Regions from separate parts of the Sus scrofa genome. Here region 1 is linked to region 2. The links are chromatin contacts, called in public HiChIP or PLAC-seq maps. All regions are on one chromosome and are shown on one strand. Each heading gives the region's core, a stretch centred on a gene start, on an enhancer-like site or on the middle of the called end of the contact. The rest is flanking DNA. Distances are from core to core; before and after follow the strand shown. Region 1 overlaps LPP (lipoma-preferred partner). Region 2 overlaps LPP (lipoma-preferred partner).

Region 1 (5,561 bases), core at 1,060-3,559, 96 kb before region 2:
CTTACTTCCTCTGGTCCTAGACTGGTTTCACTCTAAGCTTATAATCATCATGAAAATAAGAAGTGAAAGGAAAAATCTTCACAGAGGCTCTGAAAATATACAAACACCATCAGAAGAGTGGAAAACAAGAGAAGTGACCCTTATCTAAGCAAGATGCCTAAAGCTGAAGGGAGTTAGAGGACTGGGGCTCCCTAAGCACTAGTCTTTCAGGAACTGTCCTCAAATGCAAAGCAAAGAACCTAAGAGGTTTCACCTCTTGCTGCTCTGTTGCTCTTCTGTCTTCTCCTCCTAACTGTTCAGTGAGTACAAGAAAGCTACAGAGTGACAAAAAATAGCAAGCATTTATTGAGGACTTATTATATGTGATGAAATTTTCTACTGGCCACATAATCATCCTATTTATTATATGAGGTAAGATTATCATTCTCCACATTTAGCAGATCAAGAATATAAGGCTGTAAGAGTTAAAGAAACTTGCTCAAAGAGACACTGCTAACAAATAGCAAAGCTGAGGCTTGGACACAAGTTTTGGACCCCCAAGTCCATGGTCTCCACCATGGTACAGCCTCTCTATAGGAAAAAGGAAAAGACCAAAATCCAAAGGAAGTCATCACATAGAAACAGGAGGTTTTGCTTTTATATCCATTCGTAGCTCTTGGGTGCTACTTGCCGCAATGTCTTCTCTGCTTTGTTCCATCAAATCTATCATGAGCCACACAAACTGATAAAGCCAAAAGTCTGACCAAACTGATCAAACATAACCAAACACAAACAACTGCAAAAGGCCATATGACAACCAAGACCCTTCCTCACCAGAGGGAATACATAAGACTACAGGTAAAGTGACATTTAATACTAAAAAAAGTTACCAAGCCTTGCTAAAGATGGCATGTAAATGACAAGTCACTGTCATCCACAAAAATAGAATGAACTAGTGTTTGCTCAAGTTTTGCTTCTTTTCTAAAATCCACAGTGTACTCTTCTTTAAATATTTACTTAGATTACCAAAATTTAAAAACAACCAACCACCCATTGCATGGTATTATCTAACACCAAGTACTATAAGCTTAAGGAAGTGGTTTTCAAACTGTCTGCACACTAGATTCACCTGGGAATCTTTATGTATGTATTCTGATTCAAGTGTTGCTAATGATTGACTCAGAGTGTTTATATTAATCTTTAAATCATGTTGCATTAGTCCCTAAATCTCCCTTGGCAATTAACCCAAGACCTGGCTCTTGGTCAATGTTTGCTGAATAAATGAATGATACTGAGGGACATGGCAGGTATTAACATCACCATTTTATTGATGGAAGATTTGAGAAGCTGAGATACTTTGCGACTTAAACATCAGATGTAGTTGATAGCCAACTAAACTTTAGGATTGTCCACTTAAACAACTGAGATTTAAATAACATTCTCCTATATTTTAGAGATGTTTCACTATCTTCTCTCTTTATATAAAAATCAGTGCCTTCCTAAAATTTCAAAACTGCTTCCTTAAGGGGGTATTAAAATGCTACACTGAGCTTCCCCTTATAGGTTACAGCTAATTATCCTTTTCTCCAACTTGGAACTCAGCTCAAAGATACCTGATCTTCTAAATTCAGACCTAGCTCCCAGTCTTAGCTATACCATGAGCTCACAGTACAACCTTTGCTCTCTCTGGGATCACAGTGTCCTCCTCTGAAAAAGATGTCATTAGGTTACTAGATAAACGCTAACAACAACTCTACTCAAAACTCATGAGTCTATGGAAGCTCCTGATTATATATATATAGCTAGAAACAAGTAAAAGTCAGCCAAATCATCTATAATTCTCCTCTTAGATCACCAGTGAGGAAGTACAGTCCTCTTTTTTTCCCCCTTCTTTTTTTGTCACTCATTGCCCTGACTCTTCAATCCTCCCTCTTGTGGGAGGGAACCTTAGATTGATCTCAGAGATTACCAAGGTATCAATCAAGATTTATTATGCACAAGTAAATAAGTACTTTAGGCAAACCTTTTCCAAGTGGTGTAGGTAAGTCCCTACCAGTGTAATTACGAAGCAAATATGCTGTGGCATGTGATGGAAGCGTGGGAAGACAACGTTCAAGAATAAGGCAGGCTGAAAATTGCACACAATTGTTAGTTGAACAGCAAATGTAATCACTCTTCCTCTGAAGCATCAGGTCAGATGAGAGCCGGAAGGGCAAACAGGATCTGCCATGGACTGAAAATGTCAATGCATTCACTCCACTTCTCTTTACAGGCAGCTTTGGCCCTGCACTGGCTAAGTGCCCCACTCTCTGCATGGACAGCTGGCATTACTCGGAAGGGGTGATGAGAGAACAACTCCACAGAAATGCCAAACCTTTATATAGACTATCTGAGAGACAGTTGGAAATACTGGAAAAAAAAAAAACACTAGACTGAAATGCAAAGGACTTGGGCATAATTTTCAGCTCAGCCACTCACCGGCTCTACCACTTTCGTCTTTTGAACTCTTGTGTCTTGAACCTCAGCATATCTCCCAGCGCATCTCCCTATCTGTAAACTGAAGATTAGATGCTGGCTACCATTCCTCCCAACTCTCATGTCCCGTGATTCCTCCTAAAAGTCCGCCAGCTGAGTAAGATGAAGTTCTTACAAAAACTGTCTTCACTCCTATGAGTCCCATTGACCAGGAATTGTAGAGTGAAGGGAGGTAGGCTAGGAATCAACACATTAAGGCCAACCTGCCTTGCACAGAGTAAGCGTGAATGCAAATCAATGCTAAAGGTGCCATCCCCATGCTGGCAACACAGGTGGTGGCAAGAAAAACCCAACTACATCTGCAGATCCCAGTAAACCAAGAAGAAAAAGAGAAGCATCAATCTATTCAAGTAAGTAATTGTCTCCCATAAAGAAGTGAGGCTGAATAGAGACATACTCCACATTGCACTGTCACTTCAGATTCAGAATGTCATTTGCAAATGAAACAATCAGCCCTGACAGGAAAACAATAGCACTGGAAGACCAGGCTGCAAGAGAAGGTAAAGGAGAGAATGGAAACAAACCAATTACTAACTCACTGGTTTTTATTTGCTACAAACGGGTGACAACAGCCAGGACAGGCCATTTGATGTCCAAGAAGTTATATGGAGTCTCAGGTGGCGAAATCTTAGGGAACAATTTGTTCTTTTTAACTTGAATATACAACAACCAAGATTTAGACAAGTTCAAGTGGCTTATGCAAGGTAATATAGCAGCTAGTACATACTGGAAATTGGATTCAAACCCAGTTATTCTGCTTCCAGAAAGTGTTTGCAGTGGAAAAGTTTCATTAAAGAATCAAGAAACTCTGTCGATTGTTGGATGATACTAGGAAGAGTAGGTAAACGGCAGAGAAAAGGACATAGACATTAAGAATTTCTCTTCCAAAAGAGTCAGTACCCACACCGCTGGAAGTGAGCATGGAAGTCAGGAGACCCCCGACCTCCCACTCTGGGTCACATTTAATGACAGTGGTTCTATTTGGCTAAGTGACCAAGAAAATATATACCCTCTCTGGACCTCAAATCCTCCAGCTCTAAAATAATAAGCATTAACAAGATGATCTCCAAAACCCTGCTTTCAACAACATGCTATGTTACAGACTGGTATAGCTGGTCTGTGGAATGTGCTGTGTTTATTTAAAAAAAAAAAAAAAAAAAAAAAAAAAGTTCTCCTAAGTAAGTTTCTTCTATGGCTCTGATTCTAACAGATTTTTTCTGTACAAGACCAAGAAAAGGGGTAATAACAGCGTGAGCCCATTGAGCTCAGTAAATCTATTTCTAAAGGTGGAAATCTGGATTTACAAAGATGAGATTCTGAATCTCTGATTCATAGGGGCTTAAAATCCTGGTTTATATGTTGCCCCTCCATCAGGATGAAAAAGTGACTATGGGAAAAAGCATCAATATCAACTTCTCTAGTTTGGCCTCCCTTTGATGGTATCTGGCTGGAATCCTCTCATTCTAAAACCACTGTGAAGTGAGTAAGTCCACAAGTTAATTGCTGCTCATTGTCTGCATTCCCCAACAGCTTGCTCAAACTTGTATTAAAATACATGAATACCATGTTTCAGTTATCTGTTTACAAGTCCATTGTACCCATTAGACAGGTCAGAGACTAACTAGCACTTGAAGGATGATTTAATTGATTTGAATTTTTTTAATAATTTTGTATTCTCCTTTATTACAAATTCACCTTGATATCCCAGTAAAAGTATATTGAATAAGAGAGAAAAAAAAACTTTATTTTAGATATAGCTTGAAAAAGTAGAAATATTTCATTTCATTTTCAATTAATATAAACCCTCTCTTGACAAATCTCAGGCTGTATTTACATCTGATACTGCAGCTTGTGATTCTGTGAAGCAATGTTTGCCCAGGCCACATAGCCTGCCAAGAGCAATCACAGCAACAAGACACAGAGTTAACTATTACACGTCAGACTTTTAAACATTATATTGCTCACAAAACTGTCACCTATCAACTGTGCTGTTTATATCCTATCATCTCAATTAATGGTTGTACACTAATTTAGAGCTTTTGCATAGAGTTTGACAGTATAATTTGAATTAATGTCACTGAATTTAGATAATATGGTTATTATAAATTAAAGTTTCCAAATTAATCTTTGTTTCTCTAATATTAATTTTCATCTTAAATTTCTATTAAATCCAAAATCTACCTCACTCTAAGGGTAAAATATAAGGACATTGCTTAATTAAACTAACATGCCCAATCATTGGGAAAATAAAGGGGAGGGAGAAGAGGCACAAATTTTCATCCTTCAAGGGCCATGAGATAGAGTTTTAAAATACAAAGAGATTCAACTTTATGTATTATATGCTCCAAAATAATAATTTCTGTTTAACACCAATTCAAAAGCCTGGAGAAATTTCTCAATATTTGAAATGGTATGAAAAAACAGGTTTCTCATTAGAATGTGTTATAAATTCAAATTATGTAAGAGAGGCTAGTTTTGCAATTTCACATTTAATAGCAAAACAATTGAAACCATTTTCAACTAGTGACCTTTTTCTTAAGTCATGTTGGAAGTTGTTCCACTTTTATTTCAAGATTTTGAAACAGAGACAAAAATCTGTAAAAGCAATGACCAATAGCCGCTGAGTAAAAACGAGCCAGGCTGTTTCGGATCAGTTTCAAAATGACATAGGTGGATGATATTCCCTTTCTAATTTCTCTCGATGTGAGGGCTGGTGAATTATTATCAATTACTGACTATATGCAAAAAAAAGACAATGCCAAATATGAAGAATATACAGGATTGGCTGACATTCTAGGGAAATAACACACACCCATATGATGTAAGGTAGTAGCTGATGACTTATTCAGCAATATAGAAGTTTAATATCCAAGCAACATAAAATTAATAGTTATTTCTTCTAATGTGGAGCTGAAGCTGCAACTTAAACACCCTCTGCCAGTTTGTTTGCCCACAACCAATGACCAGGAACTCATTACCTCATGGCACCCCTTCCATGGCACAAAAGTTGTAACTGTTAGAAAGTTATGTGAGGCTGAAACTTGTAT
Region 2 (5,556 bases), core at 3,015-5,514:
CTAGTATCTGTGAGGATGCAAGTTTATCCCTGGCCTTGCTCAGTGGGTTAAGGATCCAGTGTTGCCATGAGCTGTAGTGTAGGTTGCAGAAGAGGCTCAGATCTAGTGTTGCTGTGGCTGTGGTATAGGCCAGCGGATACAGCTCTGATTCGACCCCTAGCCTGGGAACCTCCATGTGCCGAGGGTGTGGCCCTAAAAAGACTTAAAAAAAAAAAAAAAAAAAATTGTGTCATGCCAAAATCCCAGCTCACCTCCTTCTGGTGCAGGAAAAACAGTCCCAGGAAGAAGTGGCCCCAGTATATCAATGTCTTTTGGAAGAGGAGGGAAGTGGGAGACAGCTCTGAGGACAGAACCCAGGCACATGTGGACTGGGTGAAGGGAAGACAACATCTGCCTGGGTGACAAAGAAAACCTTCCACCCTACACACCATCTTTGAGCAGCAAACTAACCCTCAGTAGCTACTTGGAGATGCTCCAGGAAGCAGCTTATCAAGGACATAGATGCCTACTCCCCAGGCATACCTCTATCAATGGTACTCTCAACTACCATTTGCAGATAATCAAGAATTAGGGACAAAGAAGCCAAAACTTCTCCAAGATCATGAGTGGCTGTGGATAGCAATTCCTATACTCCAGGCTAAAGTGCTTCTGGTCCTTGAGTGAATAGGCCAGGATCCTAAAACTTTCACTCGGTACCTATCCCTCCTTATTGAAGCAGGACAGAATAATAAGAGGGCTTGCTATACCAGGTATCATTAAATATTTTTACATACATTTTTAACTTATTTCTTCACTTATTTAACCCTTACAATGATAATATGATGTAACTACAATTTATAGATGAGTAACTTTAGGCAAAAAAAGAGATAAAGCTATTTACCTGAGATTCTATAATGTCACACAGTGGAGAGATTTAAACCCTAGGAGTCTGGCTTTAATAGCTGTTCTTAACTGTGCACAGACTGCCTATTCCTGGGTATTCCCAACACTTGCTACACACCCAACCAGGAGGCACCATTTAAAGCTCTCATATACATTTTCTAATTTAATCACAGTGACACTGGAGGGAGATTTCAAAGAAAGACACTGAGATACTAAGAGGTCATTTAACCAAGGTTTTAAAAAAATACTGGGCAGCACACTAGGATTTGAACCCCTACCAGCTTCAAGTTTAGTTCTCTTTGTAAACAGATTCTGCCCCAGCTCTGATATCAATGAACAACCCAGCCCTGTAATCATCACTGGTACTGTCTATCTGCCTAGCTAGCTACTCATTCATTTTTTGCCAAGCGATGCAGTGGAAAGAACATGCGTTTAGGAGACAGGAAGAGCAGAGAGGTGCCATCACCAGCTGTGTGATTTTAACAAGTTACTTAGCTTCCCTTTGCCTCAACTTCCTCACAATAGTAATGAGTACTTGCCACCACCTCGAGTATTGCTATAAAAATTAAATGAGATCATGCATGTAAAGTATTATGACGGTGACCAATACATAATTAGTACTCAATAAAAATTCACTAATAATTGAATGAAACATGAAGATTAAATGGCAGAATCTAAAATCAATTCCTACTAGAGTCATATATAGAGCCCAGTGGGACAGACTGGGAGTTTGGGGTTAGTAGATGCAAACTATTACATTTAGAACAGATAAATAAGGTCCTACTGTACACAACAGGGAACTATATCCAATCTCCTGGAATAGACCACAATGGAAAATAATATAAAAAAGAATGTGTCAATATATATATTGACAGAGTCACATTGCTACATAGCAGTAATTGGCACATTATAAATCATGCTTTAATTTTTAAAAAGAGAGGGGGTCATAAAGAATCGTACTTGCAAAAAAAAAAAAAAAGCTGTTTTGTTATGAATTTCCTCTCTAATAGTCTAAACACATCTTGAGTCTCACAGCCCTTTCTGATCTGATCCCTAAACCCCACAATGGCCAGCACATACCTTGCACATTAGAGATATTCAGAGTCAATGCTCATATAATCTTTCTCCGAACTTACTGAGGAAAGAAATCCTAAGATGCTAAGATAACTTCTCTGAAAACTTGGGAGCTTCAGTTGTCCATTTTCACCCAAAACGTTACCTTCAATGTGAAAATTATTACTCATAATTGAAGCCTAAAACATACTCAAAAGCTTCAATTTAGTGTTCTTACTTCTGATACATTTCCTAAGAAACAAAGAAAAATGACTTCCCAACCTCCACCTTTTAAAATATTATCTGTCTTCTCTATAAAAACTACCACATTATTTATAAAATCATCTATTTTTGCACTGAGTTCCTCACAGATGATCATCACAGGGCTTTCCTGAGTCAGTTGAACTAGTGAGCAAGAGAGAGCCGGAGCGGGGTGGGGGCAGAAAGAGAAAAGAGACAGAGAGAGATAGATTATAAATACAAGAAATGGAGGACACTTGATATAAACAGAAAATTCATATGGCAGAATTGCTTCAACCAGGACTTCAAAGGAAAAACAGCTGTAAGAGTACCCCCAACTGCCCCATCTACAAAAAACCATTCCAACTCTGTCTCCAATGCTCCAAAGGGAGCCCTCACAGGACTAGTCTGAGATTTAAGCAACAAAAGGGATACAAAAAGTGTTTTGGAAACACCTGTACTAACATAAATGGGCGTTTACTACCCACTTATTCCAATGCTGAGGAGAGTGACTTTTCGTCTGAGCCACTGTACCTCACAAGCGGAATCCATTCCCATCCCAGCCTGCTCTGGGCACAAGAAGAACGGATGTAGACAATTTCCCAGAGAGGCAATGCCTTTTAATTTCTCTATTATTTCCAAAACAAAAAAAGCAAAAATCTTCCCCCCCTTTTGTTTTTCCAAATAAAAATAAATTATAACCCTAACTTGCTAATAAATGCAGGCTGGAGCTGTCCTTAAGTAAAAGCTTTTGATAACAAATTGCCTGCACTAACTGCTATTTTACTGCTGAATTTTTTATTGTTGCTTAAGCACAGCAATTATGCTAATAAGCCTGGGAGGATGGTACATTGAGTATTGAATCTGACAGATAAAATACTCAATAAAATGCTAATCTCACCTGAAAATTGGAATCAGACAGCCTTATTAGTATTTATGGATATGGCATCTTAAACTTTTTTTTTTTCAGATGAATATATACAAAATCAATGTTTGTCTCCTAATACAGCCTGCCATTTCTAGGCCTCTGTGTGCTCTAAATTCAAGGTGACGATGCCTCATCGCCTCAGCTTCACTACTTGACAAAGAAACGAGAGCTTGTTGGTCATCTCTGCCACAGAACCAGGCAGTAAAATGTTTTTCATCCTCCATACACCTCCCTCCCTCTCCGCCACCCCTCCTAATCCCCCGAAAAAAGGGAAGGTAAGAACTGTCTTTCTGAGCAGAAAGAGAAGCCAGATTTGACAGCAACAAGAACCATTTGTCAAACCATCTGGCTTCTCTCTTCACCTGACAGGAGGGAAGAGTGATGTGTCAGAATGAACAGGGAACTGAGGATCCCAAGAGCTGGCTTCTCATCTCTGTTTTTGCCATTTCCTCCATGCGAGGCCTTGTTGGGACTCAGTTTCCCACATATAGACCTTGTGAGCCAAAAGATTACGTCTCTGTAAGAAGTGTCTCCACAGGAGCCAGAGCCCCAGTGTCTGTGAAGAATGGAATATTGTAAAACAAGATAGACATGTCAGGAAAACCTGAGATCTTGAACTTGTGCTTTGATTTACATTTACATGGTCCCTTCTTACTTTGTACCCCCAAGACATATTTGACATAGTGCAGGCTTAAATTCAGAGACCTCAGACACCAAATACAAAAATAAAAAACACTGGATTGTTAACCAACCATCCTCAGGACTTTACCTGGTTTTCTTTTTTGGTATCAATACATTAATTCTGGCAGGGAGCAAAGAAGAGAAATCAGCTGCCTGTCTTAAGAAGCAGAAACTAATGTTACCTGAATATTGAAATATTATTTATTAAAAATCCCTTCTGTCCTTTGATTTCCACATGAACCCCATAAAGCAGGAAAGGAGAAAAATCTTTTCTCCAGAAGCTTCCATATGTAGCTAAGGTGACTGAGGATCAGAGAGGACTTCCTCATCCAGCCAGAGTATGCGGGTCCTGGGGTCAGGACGAGCAGTGTTGCCTTCGGATTAATCCCAGCCTGCTGCCAAGCACACACAGGTCCTCTGGCTCATGGGCCTGGTGACTCACCCCAAACCGAAATACCCAAGTTACTAGTCACTGCTGGACACCAGGGGCAGTGAACAGGAACCTCAACAGCCGCAGCAGCCACTCCACAGACTTCTCCCACCACCTTCAAGGCTTCAAAGAGCTGACACCCTGTCCAGAAGTTTCTATTTCCCCCCAGGGAAAGTCATAGGCATGGACAAAACAGGCTTGCACAGAAGGGAGGAATCTGACATGTTGTGACAAAACTGGGCACAGATCCAGGACGCCAATTCACTCTGGAGCCTTGGAGAGTCACCTTCCTTTAAAGCTCCCGTTTCTTACTCTGTACAGCTTCATTTTTTGAAGGCCAAAGATAGCCCCTGGCTATTAGCAGAAGGGAGAAAAGAAAGAAAATGGGCTCCAAAAATACCAAGGTTCAATACAACTTACAGTGGGTTTTCACATCTCTTTCTTCAGCAAATCCTCACAATACAAACAGCAGCTGAGCTGATTATTTTCCCCACTTTGCTGATGAAGAAATAAAGGCCCAGAAGTTCAGAAATCCACCCAAGTAACACAAGAGCTAGGAGATTCTCAGCCCATAGCTGGGGTTAAAGGGGAAATGCTAGACGAGTGATCAGGCCAAGGCAGGGTAGAGCCAAGCAGGCAGTAATCACAATATTTCAAGACATGCCACCTCCAAAAGAAGAAAATGCGGGTCTAACCTTACTAGTAGAGACCTGCACCAGCCATGAGAGCTGACCAACTCACCACCTCCCCCTCTGCTGCATACACACAGAAACAAAATCCAAGTCCAGACACTTTACTGTACCAGGACCAACACTGCAATTCGCAAAGCATCGTCACAACAAATTCATCAAGTAGGAATCATCATCCTCCAATTTACAGAGGAAAAAGCCAGGCACTAAGATGTGTATTCACTCACCCAATCTCATTTGCCTCTGAGAGCAGGGCCAACTCTCAGATCCAGGCCCCCTGTTCTTTCACTTCATTATGCCACCTCTGAACTGCCAGGGCCACCATTTTTCTAGTAAACAACCATAGCAGAAAGTCAGCTCTGAACTGAGACATCTCCCAGCAGAGTAACGATTCGAGTCATACTTCGAGGAATAATTTCTGGGAAAGCAGAGGAGGTGATGCTATCAAACAGTGAAACTTAAAACTCCTACTCACTACCTGCCTGGGAGGGAGCAGGAAATGGGGCCCAGGCCCTTTCCCTACACACTCCTCCTGCCCATTTCTGTCACTCATAGTCATTACCAAACTTAGCACTTTAAGCAAATGAAAGATGTTTCCTAGCTGCATGGCCTTGGGTAAGTCCCCAACCTCTTTGGTCCTATTACTAATACAT

Evidence for each region. HiChIP or PLAC-seq counts read pairs in DNA pulled down with a chosen protein or histone mark.
Region 1: a contact with region 2 is called in an H3K27ac HiChIP or PLAC-seq map of skeletal muscle. The contact joins two enhancer-like sites. A contact is called at or near these places in 2 of 2 datasets of contacts at active chromatin or transcription factors (alveolar macrophages and skeletal muscle).

The regions. Positions count from the first base shown.
Region 1 is chr13:126,002,284-126,007,844 of Sscrofa11.1, reverse strand. All of the region lies in intron 2 of LPP (lipoma-preferred partner), which reads right to left. Among named protein-coding and RNA genes, the nearest start is that of LPP, 220 kb to the right of the region's middle. Within about 2 kb of position 2,309, at least 3 of the 83 cell types and tissues checked have an H3K27ac peak or open chromatin away from gene starts, as enhancers often do. A contact at or near this core is called in skeletal muscle, where this site is marked.
Region 2 is chr13:125,908,294-125,913,849 of Sscrofa11.1, reverse strand. All of the region lies in intron 2 of LPP (lipoma-preferred partner), which reads right to left. Among named protein-coding and RNA genes, the nearest start is that of LPP, 130 kb to the right of the region's middle. Within about 2 kb of position 4,264, at least 21 of the 83 cell types and tissues checked have an H3K27ac peak or open chromatin away from gene starts, as enhancers often do. A contact at or near this core is called in skeletal muscle, where this site is marked.